Linked DNA regions of Mus musculus: regions 2, 3 and 4 are each linked to region 1. A link is a contact called in public HiChIP or PLAC-seq and Micro-C data. All regions are on one chromosome and are shown on one strand. Each heading gives the region's core, a stretch centred on a gene start, on an enhancer-like site or on the middle of the called end of the contact. The rest is flanking DNA. Distances are from core to core; before and after follow the strand shown.

What was found. Hi-C and Micro-C count contacts between places; a contact is called where the count stands out from the background. HiChIP or PLAC-seq counts read pairs in DNA pulled down with a chosen protein or histone mark.
Region 2: a Micro-C map of embryonic stem cells shows a contact between it and region 1, with 3 times the contacts expected there. The contact joins the promoter of Kif26a here to the promoter of Ppp1r13b in region 1. A contact is called at or near these places in 1 of 39 promoter capture datasets (stem cell-derived epiblast-like cells), 2 of 484 Hi-C or Micro-C datasets (both in embryonic stem cells) and 1 of 115 datasets of contacts at active chromatin or transcription factors (embryonic stem cells).
Region 3: an HNF4G HiChIP or PLAC-seq map of pancreatic cancer cells shows a contact between it and region 1. The contact joins the enhancer-like site here to the promoter of Ppp1r13b in region 1. A contact is called at or near these places in 2 of 39 promoter capture datasets (liver and stem cell-derived epiblast-like cells) and 3 of 115 datasets of contacts at active chromatin or transcription factors (memory CD8 T cells, pancreatic cancer cells and thymic regulatory T cells).
Region 4: a contact with region 1 is called in an H3K27ac HiChIP or PLAC-seq map of embryonic stem cells, with 3 times the contacts expected there. The contact joins the promoter of Aspg here to the promoter of Ppp1r13b in region 1. A contact is called at or near these places in 6 of 39 promoter capture datasets (cranial neural crest, embryonic stem cells, liver and 3 more), 1 of 484 Hi-C or Micro-C datasets (cerebral cortex), 1 of 115 datasets of contacts at active chromatin or transcription factors (embryonic stem cells) and 2 of 9 other capture datasets (adipose tissue and embryonic stem cells).

Annotation. Positions count from the first base shown.
Region 1 is chr12:111,906,140-111,910,997 of GRCm38.p6, forward strand. It overlaps Ppp1r13b (protein phosphatase 1, regulatory subunit 13B), which reads right to left and starts at 1,916. Exons shown (of 17, transcript NM_011625.1): 1 at 1,723-1,916. The coding sequence starts at 1,731. Gm51962 (a long non-coding RNA gene) reads right to left here. Exons shown (of 4, transcript XR_003950155.1): 4 at 4,350-4,390.
Region 2 is chr12:112,143,377-112,148,234 of GRCm38.p6, forward strand. Kif26a (kinesin family member 26A) reads left to right here and starts at 2,832. Exons shown (of 16, transcript NM_001097621.1): 1 at 2,832-3,030; 2 at 3,338-3,580. The coding sequence starts at 2,989.
Region 3 is chr12:111,696,061-111,700,918 of GRCm38.p6, forward strand. Gm51961 (a long non-coding RNA gene) reads left to right here. Exons shown (of 2, transcript XR_003950154.1): 1 at 1-2,797; 2 at 3,760-4,858. Among named protein-coding and RNA genes, the nearest start is that of Gm51961, 3.7 kb to the left of the region's middle. Within about 2 kb of position 2,406, at least 47 of the 459 cell types and tissues checked have an H3K27ac peak or open chromatin away from gene starts, as enhancers often do. A contact at or near this core is called in pancreatic cancer cells, where this site is marked.
Region 4 is chr12:112,104,579-112,109,436 of GRCm38.p6, forward strand. Aspg (asparaginase) reads left to right here and starts at 2,105. Exons shown (of 15, transcript NM_001081169.1): 1 at 2,105-2,395. The coding sequence starts at 2,314. Mir3073a (microRNA 3073a) reads left to right here and starts at 4,660; the gene lies at 4,660-4,744. It overlaps Mir3073b (microRNA 3073b), which reads right to left and starts at 4,731; the gene lies at 4,672-4,731.

The DNA of each region.
Region 1 (4,858 bases), core at 666-3,165:
AAGCAGTGTTAAACTAATATAAGATCAGCTTTAAAAAGCACTATTTGAGTTTTTAAAGTAAACATCCCATTTTCAGACTAAACATTTTAAAAACAAAATTTGTTATCCTTCAACGGCATGGATAGAAGTAAAAATGTCTGCGCTAACACATGGAAAAGTAATACAAGTTTCCTAACAGAGCATTTATAATTAAACACTACACAATGAGGGATAAAACCTGCCAAACATTTGATAATCTTCAATATTACTGTAGTGTGACTGCATTATCACCGCAACTACCAGGACTTAACTGCAACGTTCCAAAACACCACAATACCTTTTCAACATGGAGCCAGTAAGAAAAGGGAAGAAATAAAGTGTATCTTGTAAAGATTAGAATCTCAAACTGAAACCCCAAAGCTATATTTAAAATGTGGTATGGCATTCTGCTCAACAATTCTGAAAAGCGTCCTGACTGATCTTCATGATGGTACTTCAAATACTGATATGTTCTTATCCCTATTTTAGAGGGAATTCAGTCTCAACTCTGTCAAGGACACAATATGAAGAGGTACCAGAACAATTATTTGACCCCAGCTCTTCTGACGCCCACTTAGTGCTCTTTCCATTACAAGGCAATCGTTTAAAAACATGCTTAGCATTCAACAAGCCTAACACCAAAGGATTTAAGGATCAAGTAGGTTAAATCTTAAAACTCCACCAACACCAGGGGTTGGAATCAGTTCAAAAGGAGGGAGAAGAGATTATCAAGAAACAGGAAATTATTTGAAGGGGTGGTGGTTTGTAAACTAATGAGCTTGGGTGCAGCATAGCAGAACGACAGTATTCAAGTAAAAATGCAGAGACATATTTCCCCTCTGAAACGTGATCTTTCCACGTAGGCTTCAATTTTTTTTTTCTGTGGATCTGGGATATATAAACTCAGTGATAGAAACACTGGCCTAGTCCTGCAAAGCCCAGGTTTGACCCCCAGCACTTCTAAAACAAGCGAACAAAAAAAAAAAAATAGATTGTGTGTTATTTTATTAGTCTGAGATTTTTTTACTCAATAGACACTCTAAAAACAACACGCCCAACTGGGTACAATCTATGTCACGTTTTTTCCCATTAATTACGACGTATACACTTCACAAAAAGCCTATTTAAAAAAGGAGAGAATTCAGCATCCACTGCTGCTTGTACCGCACGCAGGTAAAGGAAAAGGCAAAGAAGGTGGCAACCCCCAAAACGAAGGTCTTCCTGGCCAAAAGCATCCTTAAGAGCAGGACAAAGGCTCGAGTGACACACAACCGGCTCAACCTTAAGGACATAGGGACATCACGCCAGGTGGAGCAAATGTACCCACGGAGAAGCCTCGGCAAGGGGATTCCTAAGATGGCTCTCTGAATCCACGCACGGCATGCGTTCCTCCCAGTGCAGGGGAAACACATATTCCGAGCGTGCGAACACCGCACCCGGGTGCCCTCGCCGAGGAAATCGAGGCACCGGTCGCTGGCCGGGAGGGGCCGTACACGCCGCAGCCCCGCGCAGCCCGCAGCCCTGCGGAGGCCGCTCGCCCTGTCGGCGACCCCGCCCACGCTCGCTCTCTCGCCCGCCCGCTGACAGCCGCCGCCCCCACCTGCCCCTGCGCTCGCTCGCCCTGCACGCCCGCCCGCCGCTTCCTCCCTGCCGGGCCCGCCTCGCGCGGGGGCCGGGGAACGAGGCGCCGCCGCCCGCACCCACCGGCATCATCGCGGCGCCGTCCGCCGCGCCCGCGCCGCCTGACAGGACGCCGCTCCGGCCGCCTCACAGGCCTCGCACCCGCTGCGGCGCCCTGCGGCCCGGCTGCGGCGAGGCGGCAGCTGCGGAGAGCCGCGCAGCCCTCGCTCGTCCTGTCGCGCCGCCCCGCGTGCCGCGTCGCCGTCCCTCAGCCGCCGCCACCGCCTCTGCCGAAGCCGGCCGCCTTCCGCCACCCACTCGGCTCACCCCGCAGGCTGCGGAGGCCCCGCCCCACGCGTCGCTCCCCCACCCGCCTACGCCACCTATGATTGGTCCGGTGGGGGTAGGCGGGATAAGAGGGCGGGGCTTCTCCGCCGCGGCCAGGTGAGAGCGCGCTCGTGCGCGTCTGCGCTCTCGGCGGCGGGGGAGGGGCGCGCTGCGGACGCCGACCCCGCCCCTCCTCCTGCATACCAGCAAAGGGGGCGTTGGGGCGCCCAGGGACCTCCGAACCTTGTGTCTGCGAGACTTCGGCTCAGGGTCACCTCGGACGAATAGGAAGCAAAGGACAGAGAGGAAAGGGCGGCTGGGTCCGGCCCACAGTCGCGACCGGTGGAGACTCGAACCTCTCAGGTCCGAGAGGCCAGTGGCGAGCTGGCCACAGACCAACTCTGACCGTAACATATACCCTAGGTGTCCAGCGCTATGCGAGGCTACAGGCCGGATCCTATCAGGCGGGCACAGGGTGTCCCCGATGTGTCTGCATCAGCCGATTGCATACCGCTCAGTGTCCCGGGCCCCAGAGACCTGGGACTCTGCCCCCGCTTCCACCGCGGGCTGAGCCATTGAAGCCTTCCTGGACAGGACATACAGGCTCTCAGCCTCAGCCCTTCACACGATCCATCCCAAGACCGAAGGACCCATCCCCACCTGTGTCAGTATCCTTGGAGATCCAGCTGGAACGTCCCAGGGCAGAGTCCAATCTGTACCTTCAGGGTCCAGGTCTGTCCTTAGAATGCTGTCTCCTGTGTCATTTTTCCCTCCAACTAGGGAGCCTGAGTGACAGAGGGTAGAGCAGGCCCCAGAGCAGACCCTCAGCAGAGGCTGCCGGGTGGGCAGGCACCCTTTCTGAGTACTCCACATTGTGCCATTTGCCTGAACTCTGACAGATGAGACACAACGGCTGATGAGCTGCACCGGGCTTAAACTTCCATGAGATTCCAGAAACATGAAGACAGCTGGATGACCCCAAACACAGAAAGGGTAGATCACCTTGGGAAGTACCCAACCCCTGGAGAGGGCAGCAGATGTTGATCAGGGGCAGTTTATAGCCTGTCTGGTTCTCTGAGTGGCGGGAGGCTGCTGCTAAGTCGGGGCAGAGAGAGGGAGGAGGCCAGAGTTACACCAGCCCCCTTATGGGCAGCCACACCTGAGCTTAAGAGGCCATGGGGGTTAGTGATTGAGAGCGTGGACTTTCCAGTTGAACAGACTTGGTTCCACACCACTGCTGACACACCCTCGCTGTGTGATCTTCAGCGAGCTCATATCTGTCATAGGATGTGGTAGGATAATAGTACCTCTCTCTCAGGTGTGATGTATGAATACTTCGAGCAGTTTGTGACACGTGCCAGCTGCCCTGTGAATTCTGTAGTTACGTTATCGTTAGCAAGCAGGTTTGGTGTAAAAATGTCCCTAGGGTTTTAAGACTGAATACATGTGGACCATGAATGGTCAGTGACACACCCTTTCTGGGAACAGGATTGAGTGGTTTCAATCAGATGTCAAGAGACCTGGGTCCCAGTTCCAGCTCTGCTTCATTTCCTGCGAGGTCTCAGGCAGCTCATAATGTTTCTCTGAGCCTTGCATTTCCCATCTGAAGCAGAAGCAGGCTTAGATTCCATCGTCTCTGGGGCCTTCCAGTCCTGATGCACTAATGTCCCTGAGCTGTAAAGGGATAGATGCTTGTGCCCAACAAAAGACAAGCCCAGAAAAATGTCACCCACTCTCCTGAGAGGACCTTCACTACAAGATCTTACCGGAGGCGGGGGGAGGAGAAGAAGAGGTTTTAGGGGAACTGGAGAGATGACTCAGTGCCAAGAGCACTGACTGCTCTTCCACAGATTTGATCCCCAGAACCCACATGGCTGCTCACAATTCTGTGTAACTCCAGTTCCAGGGAATTACATCCTCTCTTGTCCTCTTCAAACGGGCACACACACGTGGCACACAGACATATACATAGAAACAAATACAATTTTTTTTATGTATGTATATGGTCTGTGTCTATTGATGCAAACATGCATTTATTTCATCTATAAAGTCTGTGTGTATTGATGCATACATGCATTTATTTCATCTCTAAGGTCTATGTGTATTGATGCACACATGCATCTGGAGGCTTTAGCTGCCTGGAGCTGAAGTGACAGGCGGCACTTGAGCGGCCTAACCTGAGTGCTGGGAACCTTCTCAGTTCTCTAGAAAAGCAGCAATTACCCTTAACCACTGAGCCATCTCTCAAGCCTCTTACTCTTAACCTGCAGAACTTATGGGTACAGAATGGCAGCTGCCTGGCTCTTCAGTGATGCCCCATGTGTCTTCCAGAATTGCCTCTAGGTAGTACTTACCAGGCCAGGCTGGCCAGCAGGTTCTTTCCATCCCAAAGGTCACATCATATTCAGGCCCCATCTTCTTGTGCCTCAAAAAAGACATTTATAATTGCCTCCCCACCCCATCCCTGACTTTAGCATCCACCAAGCTGCAACCATTTCCCACAACTCCTGAACACAGACACAGATTCACCATAATCCCTTTAGCATCTCCCATCGTCTACACCAGGGTTCACCAGAATCACATTAGTGGTGGAATGCAGGCATTAGGGTTTATAAGATGCCCAGATTGTGTGAGAGGTCTAGAAGAGAGTTGGTGCCAGAGAGAAGTGAGGCACGGCTGAGCTGTGACTGGTAAATCTTCAGTAGTCTTACGTCGGGATGAGGAGTCTGTGGGGCGTGTGTACTCTCCTCTGTTATGTGCCTTTCTAGTATTGTATACTAAAAATGGTTAAGTATCCTTCAAAGCAAATTAAAATGCCCTTGAAGAAAATTAGCATATACTCATATTTGCATAATGAAATTCAGGCAAGGTTCCACAGAATACAGGAATGCCT
Region 2 (4,858 bases), core at 1,582-4,081, 240 kb after region 1:
GGGAGTCTCAGCAGCCCAGCCTGGCCTCTAAAGATGTCTCCTTCTCCGATACCCTCTACCTCTAAAGACTTGGGGGGCGGGGTTAGGTTATTTAGGCAACCCCTTCTCTCCCGGACTGATCCTCCGCCCAGACCTTGTGATCTCACCCCGTGCTACCCCCCATGCCCAAGGCTTTAGAGTGCCAGTTTGTGTCCAAGCAAAGCCTCGCTGCAAACCTGGGGAGAGAGGGTTCCTAAACACTGCCCCAGGGGTAAGTGCTTTGGAGCACGTGCAGTGTTGGGAGCACCGGGTTATCTGCCTCCCCAAGTCTGTCTGTCTGTCTGTCTTTTTCTTTTCTTCAGACCGGACCCTAAGATGCCTAGGACAGCATAGGGTGAAGCTGGAAAGATGCCCCTTATCTGCAGAGGTTTCCAGGAGCCCAACTTGGTTGCGGTGTCCCTTCCTGGTGGCAGTGCCCACTGCAAAAAGTCCTGGTGTCTTGGGACGCGGAAGGCGGATAGGTGCAGACCTAGCGGGATCCTGGTCCCCCATTCTCTTCTACACACCTCTCCCCAACTCGGGTCCGCGTGTCCGGCTCGCCGCCCGGGCTGAGGGGGCGCTGTCGGCGCGGGCGGGCGGGGCTGTCAGCGCGGGCGCTCGGCGCGGAGCAAGCGCAGGGCTGGGGGGGCGCCGGCCGCCGAGTACTGGGGGCCTGGTGGGCGGCGGGCGCCGTGCGGGGCTCGGCGACGGCGGGCGCGCGGCCAGGGTGCGCGCGGGAGGGGTGGTTACGGCGGCGGCGGGAGACGCTCGAGGACGCTGCCCACGGTCCACTCCTCCATGGCGCTGCCGGGGTCCCCCGAGCCGCCCCGCGGCGCGCCCCGAAAGGTTCCAAGCCTGCTAGAGATGGGGTCGCTCTGCCTGGACTCAGACATCATCCTGGGTTTCACCAGTCACCTCCTGCGGCGGCGAGGCAAGGTGAGAGCTCGCGGGGCCGGGCTGGCAGTGGTGACGCCGTCCCGCGACTTTGCTGCGCAGCACCGCGAAAACGCGGCAGGTCCCGGGCGGAGACCTGTATCTGCACTTTCCCGAGCTGATGCCGCTTGATTCTCCCTCTCTAGTCGAGGCTACGCTGGAACCCGAGCCTTGAGCAGCGATCTTCCACGGAGGAGAGCGTAGCGCAGAGATCGCGGTTATCTCACCTTGCAGGGATGGGCGAGGAAAAAGCCTAGGGGGAGGTGATCTGAGTTCTGAGATCATTCTGGTTGCTTGGTGCATCCCGGGGTCTTGTGGAGCTGTGTTTTTGTGTCCTCTGGGAACTCGAACGTAGAGTATGCTTCCCGAAGAACCGCGCTGGTGCGGGGAAGTGAAGTTGCGGGTGTGGCCCATCATGAGCGCAGGCCCTGGGTTCCGGGTGATGCTTCTCGGTGTGCGTGTGAGGAGTATGTGTGCGTGTGTGTAAGTCGATAACAATGTATGAGCCTCCTGGGCCCCGGGTGTTTGTTTCAGTGCGGTAGAGGGGCGGGCGGGGTGACGCTGTTTGTAGTGCTTGCAGGGGTGGACTGAGGAGGGTGGTGCCTGAGGCTACCCGGATCCCATGGTGGGCCGTCGCCTGCCTGTCTTCCCTTCGCAAGGCTGAGAAGGGCCTGGAGGCTTGGGGGTTGCAGAAAGTGGGGAGCCCGTTCCCAGTTTATTCATGACTTCCTGTCGTGTTTACAGACTCTTTTAAGTCGTAGATGACCTGGAAAACCGGATCTTCATCCCACTCTTGGCCAATAGTGCGTAGGAGTGGAGGGCTAAGTAAGCAGGGTCCAGGTGGGGAAAGGAGAGGTCGTTTGACAGACCTTATACCGTGCGAAGGTCTGACTGCTCTGGGGATGTCCGACCAGGGTCTTTCCTTGAATCACCCTGGCTCAGCTGTCCTAAGTCTCAGCCTCAAGCGGAAAGCTCTGCGCTCAGAACGCGTGGTGTCCTGTCTCTGCGCCCTCGAAACCTGTGCTCACTACGGCCGGCAGGTGGCGCTTGTGTCACGGGGAGCCACGCCGCAGATCCCGCCTGGCTCCTATCTGGGGTTTCGGGTTGATCCAGAGCTTGGGCCGGAGTCCCCCGCGACCTCAGAAGGTGGTGACATTTGGGGTCTGACTTGGGCGAGAGCAACAACTGGTCGCTGGGGAAGGAGGGAGACCTCCGGGTCGGAGACAAACAGGCAATTAATTCCGGAGCTAACTCCCCATCTGCCAGGCCGGCAGACAACAGGTCCGGCACACCCCCAGGGCCAAGCCGCAGCGCTTCCTCCCACTTCGCAGGCGGCTCAGTGTGCAATCCATTTTAAGGCACAGGCGCGGCTGCAAGGACACTTCGAGACAGTTCGTAGCCCCTCACTGCACTTCTTGAAACACGACCCTCATCCATGAGAGACAGTTGGCGCCAAAGCATGGCCAGACACACTCAAGTGCTCTGGGTGTTCTGGGGAAGCCGTTGGCCCGGGTCCAGCCCCTTTCATTACCCCCCATCCCCCCACCCCCACCCGCTTTCGTGCTGTGCGATCTTGGGCAAAAGCTTCAGTTTTCCCGCTCGCAAAGTGATGAGAGTGTTGGGTGCCTCCCAGGAGGCGCACTCCATCCTCGCTCAGGAGAGACAGAGGCGCATGCGTGCGCGTAACTTGTGTCTCGGCAGCCCCCACCGCCCCTCCCGCATCAACACTCAACTAACAGGTTGGGGGTCCTAGCAGTAGGCGGGGCCGCAAGGAGGAGCGGGACCCCCGCCCACTTGGCTCTGCTCAGGATGGGGGCGGCGCTCTGGCGTCCCGCCCCCTTCCCTCCCCCTACAAGCTTTGGCCCGCCCCCGCCCAGCCTGTCCCGGAGCAAGCCGGTCGCGTCCACAGCGTGCTCTCCGCCACTCGCCTGCTCTGCCAACTTCAGAGCAGCAGGCCTGGCCATGGGGGTGCCCCTGGGCCGGATCACGTAGCCACTGTACCCCGAGAGCCAACGTATCCCTTCCTGCGACCGTGCCATGGTCGGCCGCGGCGCCTCCTTGTGTGCGGTGCAGCCCGCGGTACGCAAGGCCCTGCTAGGAGCGGGCGGCTGGGCTCGACGGGCACCGGGTTCAGAGCCCAGGACAACGATGATGCTAGCGGGGTGTACAGCGCCCTCTAGGGGTGGGGCGCGGAGCGGGACGGGGCCCCGAGCGTCGGGCTGGGGCTTCTTCTTCAGGGACTCCTGGCGTTGCATCCAGGGCCCTAACTTTTGTGCGAGCGTGGCTTTAGGGGCGTGAGCGACTGGGTCTGGAGTCGGCCGCGTGGAGTCCCGCAGTGGCGCCGCGCGAAGGTTTGGGCTTACTGTCCCATCTCCAACCCCCGCAGGTGGCTGAGTGCGGCCCGGCTCGAGAGACCCCGCCACTTGAGGTATCCCCGCGCAAGAGGCTGCCCGCCGGGCTCGATCAAGACCCATGCAGCAGCCGCCCTGCTCCGGAGGGCGCCGGGGCCAGCGCTGAGCAGAGCCACTCGGCCGGTGGGGGCGGGTGGTGCCGCCACTGCCACACGAAGCTCGTGGAGCTAAAACGACAGGCGTGGAAGTTGGTCAGCGGGCCCGGGACTCCTCTCCGGGTAAGTGACCCCTCTTCAGGCCATATCTCAAACAGGGAAGGGCTGGAACTTGGGAATCTTTGGGGCTGGGGCTTGGAGCGTGGCGAGTTCATCGTGCCCCCACCCCCACCCCGTGCCATAGTCTGCAAGAGTGTGTGTTGGTGCACCTCACCCTAGGAGGCCTGCTGCGTGTCATAGGGGGTTGGGTAAATTTCTTTCCTAGCCACAGATGTCCCACAGCTGGAATCAGTCTGTGTTTGGGAGGGGTAGAAAAGGGGAAGACGGGACCTCACTCCCAGGGCAGGGCTTGTCATGGTGAGGCACTTTGGGCATCTGGACATTGGCATGCCTGTATAGAGAGGGCATAAAAGGTGAGAGAGTGGGCCCCTTTCTGCACCCGGGGGCCGTGCATCATTGTCCCATACCTACTCAGTGTCTGTTATGGGCCTGTGCCCTGCCCTGGCTCTCTGCCTCTGGGGCCCAGGCCTTCCGTGTGGGTAATGACTCTTGAGCCTCGGGGTTTCCCAGGCTGCAGCATGGCAGGCAGGCGCTGGTGGGAGAGGAGTCTACTGGGCTTTCCGGCCAGTCTTGCCAGGCATGTAAAGAACTGGAGTATTGTTCCAGGGAACAATGGTCTCTGGAAGTGTGCAATGCAGGGGTGTGGGGGGTCTCCACAGGAAGCTGCTTCTAACCTTCAGCCTTGGTGAACAGTCCTTGGGAAGCGCCTGTAGTCCCCATCCTGTCCCAGTACCTCTAAGGAGTGCTGTGGTTAGGAGGAGACCCTGGGTTTCCTTTGGGTTGGGTCAGATATGGTGGATGCCAGTCAGGTGTGTCTATGCTGGGCTCCTTTCCAGGTCCCCTGGCTTGTCTGTGGCGGGGATGTTAACAGCCTCTCAGACCAGCTAGATCTGTGGACCCGAATGGGATGGGATGGCTGACCATGGGTGTTGTTTGGCTTTTGCCAATGGCCTTTGCTGAGCCCTGGATCTTAGAAAGCCTTGAGGATCTCAGAGAGGGTCCTTGGGATATTCTCCCGAGGTCCTTCAGGAAGCAAGCTGATCTAGGAGCCGAGCTGCCTCCCCCTCTGACTGTGCTGCCGCCCAGGACCTGGCCGACTGGATGGAGTCCTAGTAAAGGAAAAGCTGCGGTCATAGTAGTGAACTGGTGGGGTTGGGGGCCGTCAATGGAGGTCTGTGGTCTCCTGCACACACTGCTGCCCCTCTCCACGTTCCTGTGTGTGGCTTTTGGCGTAAGCTGCTCCTCCGCCCTACCAGTTAAGGCTTACTTGACCTTGCCTGG
Region 3 (4,858 bases), core at 1,156-3,655, 210 kb before region 1:
CAGCCAGAGTTTAGAATCCGGAACAGCCTGTGGGGGCAGGGGTAGCACAGATCTGCCCTTTCTGCCCCACACCCAGTGTTGCACCTACCACCCTGATGACATTGGGATCACACGGGGACACGTGGAGCGTGGGCCAGGCAGAGCCAGGACTGAAGACCATCCCTGTCTGGTCAAGTTAAGAGTCTTAGGCTAAGTTAAAAGCTGCCAGATTTGCAGGGCCCGTGCTAGCTTACAATTGTTCATGGTGGGCAGCCACCAGAAGGCCAACTGGAGCACCATCTACCACCGGACACCGAGTGCTGCTCAGGTGGGACCACAACCACCTGTCCCCATCAGCTGGGACAGGTGCACGCAGTGGGGGAGACATAGGCCTGACAGCTGCACCAGTTGGCTAGGCCCTGACCATTTTGGGTGGCTTATGCGCAGAAAAGGAAAAAAAAATTGGCCTTGAGTGCCTCCTGGTGGCCACATGTGAAGAACCAAGAAGGGCTGAGGAATTGTGAAGGAGCTGGAGGTGCTCTGAAGTCAAGGGCTCTAAGCTCTAACCCGTGAACTAACTGGTCAGTAGACTGGATGTGGCCAGGACTGTCTGGAGTCCCCTCTGCACAGCCTGGCAAGGCCAGGCTAGCTCTGTGGGCACCTAGCAATGGAGGTTTTAGAGGACACAGCTGAAACCAGGGAGGAGCCCCGTGTAGTCCCTCCCTGGCATAGAGCTAGGCCTCTTCCACTGCCACTTAGAGGCACCTCCTTGGGGCTCCCGCTCTGTGACTGAGTGAATGCCTACAACAAAAGTCACCTGACTACCTGGGGACAGAATCCTGTAGTCTTTCCATTCAGGGCCACAGAGCCTGTCAGAGCGGCAGAGTGGGTTCAAGGCCACGCTAGCCATAGCAAGACCCTGCCCCAGACACAAAATTACAGGTTGCTTATGTGCTCAGGCATAAAAAGCCAGTTCCCATCTTAGCTATGAGGAAATTATGTGTGGTGAAGAGGCTACCTGGGCTGCCACCTTACATGATCTGAGTCTAGGGTGCTGCCCCTGGAAGCCCCTAGCTACCGACAAGGACCTCATTAGTTTTCAAAGATTTTTTGTTTGCTGGACAGTGGTGTGCATGCCTTTAATCCCAGCACTCAGGAGTCAGTGGCAGGCGGATCTCTTGAGTTCAAGGCCAGCTCTGATCAACCAAGCAGGTTCCTTTATTTTTATTTTAACTGTATGGGTATTTTACCTGCTTATAGAAGAGGGTGGTAGATTCCTTAGAACTGGACTTACAGATAGTTGTAAACTGTCTTGTGACTGCCGGGAATCAAATCTGTATCTGGAAAAATCACCAGTGCTCTTATCTTCCCCCCCCCCCCCTGAGACATTGCTCCAGCCCCACACCCTCATGGCCCATTCTTGGGAAATGACAAGATGCCCCTTGGCGTGCCTGTGCCTACAGTCTGAAGTCCAGGGATCCAGCTCTGCAGATTCTTAATGAGCCTGGAGGCTTTTTGCACTGGCTGTTCTCATCGCCTGCTTGTCCCTGCCGAGGCTCTCACATGGCCCTGGCCTTAGGTCCCTTCCAGTAACCATGTCAGTTCTGGGATGTCTGCTTTTTCTTTGGTCAGGAGTAAGAGTCAAAAGATGACCTTCCGTGGACGGATGGAAACTGCAGTATCAGAAGAAAAAGGGGACCATGCATCCGAGCACAAGGGGCACTGGGAGCCTGCTCAGCCAGCTGATAGACAGGATAGACCAGGACTGGGCTCAGGCTGCAGAGAAGTAGAGTGCTTGGCTCTCTGGGCTCACGTGCCATGAGAATTCTTGCACCTTAAGCACACACCCAAACCCAGCTTATGTGACCTCATCCCATGACTAACTTTTCCTGTCGTCAGGCAGGCCAAACCCCACAACTGCACTTTAGTCCCTAAGGCCAGCCTCCTTGCTGTCTGCCTGTCTATCTCAGTCCTGCTCTGCCTCTTCTGTTGGTCCTATCTTCCTGGCCCCACACATGGGGACAGTTAGGACAGTGTTCTGTCCTAAAACACCCACATTCTCGCACTGGTCATCCAGAGTCCACCTTTGACCCAGGCCCTTCTAGCTTTTGATTTGTACCTCTGAGATCTCCCAGGCTCTGAGAAGTAAGCCTTGCTCTGAGCTTCCCATGGCTGTTCCCACTGGAATGCCTCCCTCTCTGGGGGATTTTTGTTAAGGAAGTGTCCCTAAAGTAGCCTTCACTGCCTTCCCTGTAAAGGTTGCCCCTTTCCCCTTTCTCCTGGTACGTTTGTGGCATCAAGGTTGGGAAGTCAGGACCTGTGTCTGCCTTCTTAGAGTACCTGCCTCACTGCTCTGACACAGCACTTCATGCCTGCAAGCATCACAGGGTTTTGATTAGCTGCGTCCTTGGGACAAAGGGGAAAGGACAAACCTTCTTATGTCCTCAAGGTCTAAGGTGACTCATCCAGGCAGGATGCTGCAACTGAGCTGCCTGTAGGCACTTGATGGCCTTTCCAACTCACTCTCAAGTCAGAAGCCACCTCCTCCAGGGCTTCCTATGACCAGATAACAATCTCTCCATTCTCCACCTTACCTCAGAGGCGGCCAGAGCCAGCTTCTGCGCCTGTGAGACAGCTGCTCTAGGTCAGGCCTGAGTTGGCAAAAGGATGCCTGGAACCCACTGGGGGCAGATGGCTCTCGGTGACACTTTCAATCTGCCATCTGGATCTTGGGCACCTTGCTGTATGGATGTTTGCTGGACATATTCCCTACCCTAGGCCTGGCCAGGAAGATGAGGAGGAGACACAGAAAGCCACGGTATGTACCCCGCAGGCCCTCTCTGCTTCTCATTTGCCACAATGGCCTGAAGCAGGATGACAAATGAGGGAAATTAGGAGCATAAGAAGGGAGAGGAACCCCTCACCCCCCACTACAGAGTGGATTGAAGCCTCTTGCTAGTTGAAATCAAGAATTCTTGGCCAGAGATGGGCAATAGTGGCTCATGCCTTTAATCCCAGCACTCAGAGGCAGAGGCAGGTCAGTTTCAAGAGTTTGAGGCCAGCCTGGTCCACAGATCAAGTTCCAGGACAGCCAGGGCTACAAAGAAACCCTGTCTTGAAAAACCAAAAAAAAAAAAAAAAAAAAAAAAAAAAAGAATGGATGGATGGATGAATGAATTCTAACAAACAAGAACATTTGCCATGAAAACAATATTCTCTATTTAGGGCTATTTTCAGATAAGAATATTAAAACAGGGGCCGGGGCTACAGCTTGGTTGAGAGAGAGGACCAAGGCCTGGAGACTGTGTTCCTAGTTCAGATGGGCCTTGGTATATGCATGTATGCACTCATAAGCACTTATGTGTGCACAATTCGGCAAGTTGCATTAACAATGAACAGTGCTTAAGGTCCGGCCCGAGGGTTATGACCTTGGGTTAGCAAGTCTACTTCCTTCTTTGATAGTTTCTAGGACTCTCAGAAACAAGACCGCAAACCCCTGTATACAGTAGAAATACCAACTTCTCTCCCAAGCCCTTGGCCTAGGTTTTTACCTTATCTGCTGTAATCCCTCCATGCAGGGACCGCTCTGATCACATTTACTGAGAAAAGTGGTTCCTTAGCAACCTCCTGAGATGTAACTAAAGAAGCCACTAAAATTGTGCTTAAGTGAGACTCTCTTGAGAAGCCCACACCCACGCTTGGATGTGTCTTATGTATTCCCTGAGGTCCTCTCTGTTAACCACAATGTCTAAAACTTTGTCAAACTTTCCTTTCTGATAGATTCCAGCTCTGCTTCATTCTGTCCTAAAGCTCCCTTCTGTTCAGAACTCCCACTTCGCTGGGCATGGTGCCACACACCCTTAATCCCAACAATCCAGAGACCGAGGCAGGCAGATCTCTGAATTTGAGGCCAGCCTGATCTACAGAAAGAGAATTCCAGGACAGCCAAGACTACGCCAACATGGAAAACCACAACCCAGAAAGAATCCCTGGGTCACCCGCGTGAGCTGCTGCAGGCAGCAGTGTGTCTTCAGCTGCAGCCCTGCCTCTGACCCGCTAGGTCATGACTTCTCAACCTCTGCTCTCTCCTGGCCAATCTGGTCCTGAAGCTGAGCCCAGGCCTCTCTGCCTGCACCTTTCCCAGCCTAGTTCAGCCAGGACTGTCTTTTAGACTTCACCTATTCATCCACTGAGCTCCAGCTGAGCAGAGTTGGGGCTCGGCAGACACAGTCTGGGGATACTTCAGCCATAGGGCCTCTTCCCTCAGCTCACATCCTCAGGGAAGGGGCTGGGTGGGAGTGGCATGCTCAGGGAATGGCAGATGGAGAGGAACAAAGGTGGGCAGGAGGGTGGGAGACCTGCACTACCACAGGAGAGGTTGTGAGGGCCATTGTCCCTAAGATTGACATTGCCTCTCTACTTTATGGATATAACCATCTAACAACGCATTAGTGATGTGTAGCCCCAGACACCAGAGAGGAAAAGCCCACCCCTGAGCACTTCAGAACCACTACAAGGCAGCTGGGCATGGAGGCACATACTTTCAACCCCAGCACTTGGGAGACAGACGTAGGTGGATCTCTTGAGTTCCAGGCCAGCCTGGTCTACAGAGCAAGTTCCAGGCCAGCCTGGTCTACAGAGCAAGTTCCGGGCCAGCCTGGTCTACAGAGCAAGTTCCAGGACAGCCAGGGCTACATGGAGGCCCTGTCTCAAAATACCAAAATAGAAACAGAACCACACAAGGAGAACAGAATGGACATCTGTCTTGTGAGTGGGACCTGATGGGTGCAGGGGAAAAGGGTGAGTCTGAGGCTCAAGCTCTGGAGGGTGGAGCCTCGGTCACAGTAGGGGCAGGCCCTAACCAGGTGCTAAGCATCTG
Region 4 (4,858 bases), core at 855-3,354, 200 kb after region 1:
ACCATGTCAGGACTTAAGCTTTTCTTTACCTAAAACTTGCTCTATACCAACCAGGTCAGCCTTGAACTCAGAGATCTACTTGCCTCTATCTCCTGGGATTAAAGGCCTGTCAGTAAACTAGCCAAGTCACACAGAGCTAGAAGGTCTTTGGATATGACTCCTTTGCCAGAGCAGCCTTGCTGGATTAAAATTCCTCTACACAACAGGCTGGCCTTGAACTCACAAGAGACCAGCCTGCCTCTGCTCCCCACCCCCAGTGTAGAGATGCACATGTCAGTTTGGTTTTGTTGAGACAGGGTCCCATTTATGTAGCCTGGCTTGGCCTTCCTTCCTCAGCTTTCTGAGCGCTGGGGTTGCAAGTGTGCACCACCATGCTGGCTGATCTTCCTTCTTCCTTGTAAGTTGATGTTCTTTACTTTCTTGTCACAGTGTGGAAAACAGTTGACAAGAGAGCTAGCGTTTGCCTCCCACGCCAAGCTTCAGCACGACACACATTCCCGACAGGCTCGCTGCTCACCTCCCTCTCAACACCATGGTCCTCCGCCTACACGCAGTGTCCCCCACTCCCCGATGCCCACCTGTCTTCCACTCGTCCTTGCATCTGGTAGCAGAGGTCGGGTTAGGACAAACCAGCTTATGCACCCTGCAGGCTGTTCACTGTAAGGATCTCAAGTGTCCCCTGGTCTCCCTCCTGAGCCAGTGACCCCACCCCGTGAGTGCTCTTGTGTTTTAAGTTAGAGCTTCTATTGCTGTGAGAAACACCATGCCCTAAGGTAACTAGGGAGGAAAGGGTTAATTTGGCTTATGCTTCCACAACTTAGACTGCCACAAGGCAGGATCCTGGAGGCAGGAACTGACGCAGAAGCTATGGAGGAGTGCTGCTTACAGGCTTGCTCCTCATGGCTTTCTCAACCTGCTTTCTTATGTACCCCCAGGACCTCCTGCCTAAGAGTGGTACTACCCACGGTGGGTGGCCCCTCCCACACCAGTTGTATGGAAGCCTTTTCTCAGTTGAGGTTCCCTCTTCCCAAATGACTAGCTTGTGTCAAGTTGGCAAATACCAGCCAGTGTTGTTCTAGCCTTAGACCTGGGTACCTGCTCATACTGCCTGACATGTTTGTCCCATTCTGCCCTGACTCTGTCACCATGGCAGCTCTACACGGAGACCTTGGTCACCTGTGGAAGCACTATCACCTTCTTTGTGCCCTGTTTACAGCCGCTACTGTCCCCACCATAGCATTTAACCCCTTGCCATCCTGTCTCTGGAGGGCAAACTCAAGAAGAACAAGAGCTGAGTTCCCTGAACAAGAACTTGACCGCTGACTCCTCCTGGTTCCTTCGTGGCTTTAGCTTCTGAGCTGGGATATCAGCAGAGATGGCCTGCTCCTAGTCAGACTTGGTATTCTGGGTTTGTAAGTCAAATTGTGTTAACAGGGTGGGGTCTGTCCTGGGTGACAGATCAGTATTGAAGGAGATGCACAAGGGGATAAGTAGGGTCTCCAGGGGTGCTATTATAGGTTGGATTTGGGTGTTCAAAAAACAGAGAGACTAAAGACATAGCAAAACATCATGTCCCCACCCCCACCCCCACCCCACGAGGTTCAATTAGGCTCTGAACCTGTGCCACTGAGATCTTTAACTCTCAACCTCTGGGCCTGAGCTCCCAGCAAGTAATCAGGGCAGGGGATCGCTGCCCACCATCCCTTTTGAGACAGCCCCACCTTTGCCTAAAGTAGTCTGGAGGGGACATTTCTGGGGAGGGGACATTTCTGGAGATGGTGCTCAGTTCCCTCTGAAGGGCTGGGTCTGCTCCAAGTTCAGGAACACAGTAGGTGTGCTATCTCTGCATCAGGATCTCCTAGCTCTTAAGACCCTGCTCCTGCATTTCCCTGCCCTCCTGGTGCCTCTAGATCACAAGTGAGACCGGACCCTCAGAGACTCAAGGAGTTTGTGGAGAGTGTCTAGACTGGGACTGGAGAGTGGCCCTGACTGGGCATTCTGGAGGTCCCTGGCCTGAGTTAGGTAAGGCAAACCCAGAAAACCCGCCCCTTTTTGAGGCCCCACCCTCCTATGGTCTCAGCCCATCCCTAGCAGACATTCTTCCTGCCCTTTACAAGAGTCCAAGTGTCCCGCTCTCTACTTTGAAGGTGACTCCTCCTCCACACCCCGAGGTCCAGCCTACCTTGGATCTTCAATTCCCACCAACCAGAGGAGCCCCAGACCTCCAGTAAGCCCCACCCTGCAGTCCCCTCCGCTTCCCGGTCTTGTTTTCCCTTTGGCTCTGTCCCCACTGAGGAGCCAGCTGTCTCAGCCATGGCGCGTGCTATGGGACCAGAGCGGCGGCTGCTGGCCATTTACACTGGCGGCACCATCGGCATGCGGAGCGAAGGCGGAGGTAAGTCTGTGTCCCCACGCCCTAAGCAGAACAACCTCAGGGCTGGGCCACTGGGAACTCTGGGGCTGTCTCTTGAAAGGGGAGAAAGGACCCTTTCTCCTCTGGGAGCTCTGGTGGCTGGAGCCCCGGCCCTAGAAAGGGTGAGGGGCAGAGTAAATGTTCCTGACCTGAAGTTATCTATCCCTGAAGCCATGAGACTCATGGGGGGAGGAGGGACCATGGAAGGCTGCTCTGTTCTGTGCCTGGGGCGCTGGGAAGGATGCTGGAACATTCCACACCTTCTAGCCTATGAAAGCCCTTAGGGTGAGCTAGCTTCCTCTGAGGGACTAACACTGCCTCAGGCAGAGCTGCTTGCCTGCTCTCTCCCTGCAGAGAACCTTTAGTTTTCCTAAACTGAGGGCCAAGCTGGTTGCTCAAGGAGCTTGGGCACCAGGGTCAGGGGCTTGGAAGTCTGTCCTCTGACACATTCTGCTGCCTCTGGTCGAGACAACCTGGGGAATGCCCCCCGGGGACACCCCACTAGCAGGTGAGGTCGTGGCCAATTTGCTTAGCCTTCACTGGACTGATGACAAAGCAACAGCACCCATTAAGAAGCTGAACGCTAGCGGGTCAGTTACTGCAGTGGGCACCGTGTGTGCTGTTGGGTTGTAGTGGGGCCACTCTCTGAGGGCTCCTTTGAGAACACAGGCTCCTGGAAGGAGTGGCTGCTGGGCTGAGGAAGAAGTGTGGCCAGACCAGGACGTGCAGTGTGAGGAAAGGAGAGAGGAACCCAGCACACAGCTTAGAGAGGAGGCTTCAGAACTGCCTAGAACAGGGACTGGCCCTATGCACCGGGACCTTGTCCCACCTGGACTCTTCCCCTCTCGGCTTGACACTTGGGCGACTTCAGTCCTGTTGAACCTAATTGGTGTGGCCCAAGCTAAGGGACCAGTGGACTCTGCGCACAGTCCCACCTGTGGTGACACTGTGCCTCGTGCCCCTTGGATGTCCCCGTGTGTGCTACAGTGGAAGAACATGATGGGTCAGGAAAGTGCAATGAATCCTTGAAGGCCCAGGTCAGTAAGGTGTGGGTTTTCAGATGGGTGAAGGTCTTCTAGGCCCCTTACGAACCCCCCGGGGATATGCAAGCCCTGGGAAGAGACGGAGGCCAACAGGCATCTGCCTGGTTTAGAAGCTCCTTCCTCAGGGTGGCAGACACACCACCCAAGGAGATCAAAATGGCAGCAGGCTTCAGACCCCAGGACAGTACGGTTCTAAGCTGAGGGCTCTGCTCCCCAGACCAGCTTATCCAGAAACCCATCCCAGGCCCTCATGGGATCCCACGGCCTACAGCTTCTGACCCTTTCCACTTTTTTTTTTTTTTCCGAGACAGGGTTTCTCTGTATAGCCGTAGCTGTCCTGGAATTCACTCTGTAGACCAGGCTGGCCTCGAACTCAGAAATCCGCCTGCCTCTGCCTGTGCTGGGATTAAGGGCGTGTGCCACCACTGTCACTCTTTAGAGCAATTTTTGGGAGCCTTGGGCTTAGTCCTCTGGGAACAAGGGAGAACTAGAAAAGAGATGTGGCTTTTGATGGCCTCGAGGGGGATCTACACACACAAATGGGCAGTCAGTGCTAGGTCTTAGAGCCTTGGGCCTGCCTCATGTGTGGCAGATAGGAATGGGCACCTTAACTTTCTAAAAAAGGGAGATTTTCATTTCTGGAAATGAGGCAGAACCCAAAGCAAGGCAAACTGGGTAAAGCCTAAGCCTGGAACCTGGGGCTCAGGCAATGTCGCAGCCCTGTGTGCCCTGCTATGAGGTTGCTGAACTGTGGGCTGCAGGCCCTGCCTGTCCTGGATGGCCCCACTGGCATGAATGATTAACCAGCGTGGCCCCACTTTATGTGGGTCCTGGCCCCTTGTGAGTGGGAGTGGTGGCTTCCGCTACAGAGAAGCTGTTTATATTGTCGCTGTTGTAACAGCTCGTGTACCTTCTGGTAAACAGTGCCCAACACTGGGTGGGGAGTCCTGCCAAGGCAGGAGAGGGCAGAGGTGACCTTATGCCTCACCTCTCCACCACCCCTTTCAGGGCTCTATGGAAATGTCACAAGTCAAAAAACAACATGTGTCCAGTGACGCTAAGCCTGGTCCTAGGCTTGTTTCAGTGACACCTGGTCACCCAAGGGCTTCCTGTGTTAACTAGGGTACCTCTTGCCTGCTGCCCTTGGGAGCCATTTGGTGCAACCACCACAGGGGAGCTAAGCTTCTGCACGGAGTAGCCAAAGCTGTTCCTGCCCAGTGGTCACAGTTGGCGCCAGCCCTAGAGTCTAGATGGGTTGATGTCCACTGTGACCATAGTGCAGGCCAGCAGGAGGCCAGGTGGAGGGGGGTTCAGCATCCCAGGGTCACATGCTTTGGGGGTACCCTCCACGGGAAAAGGATGCAGCTTATGAAATCGGAATCGGGAATGAAGGCCAGTATTA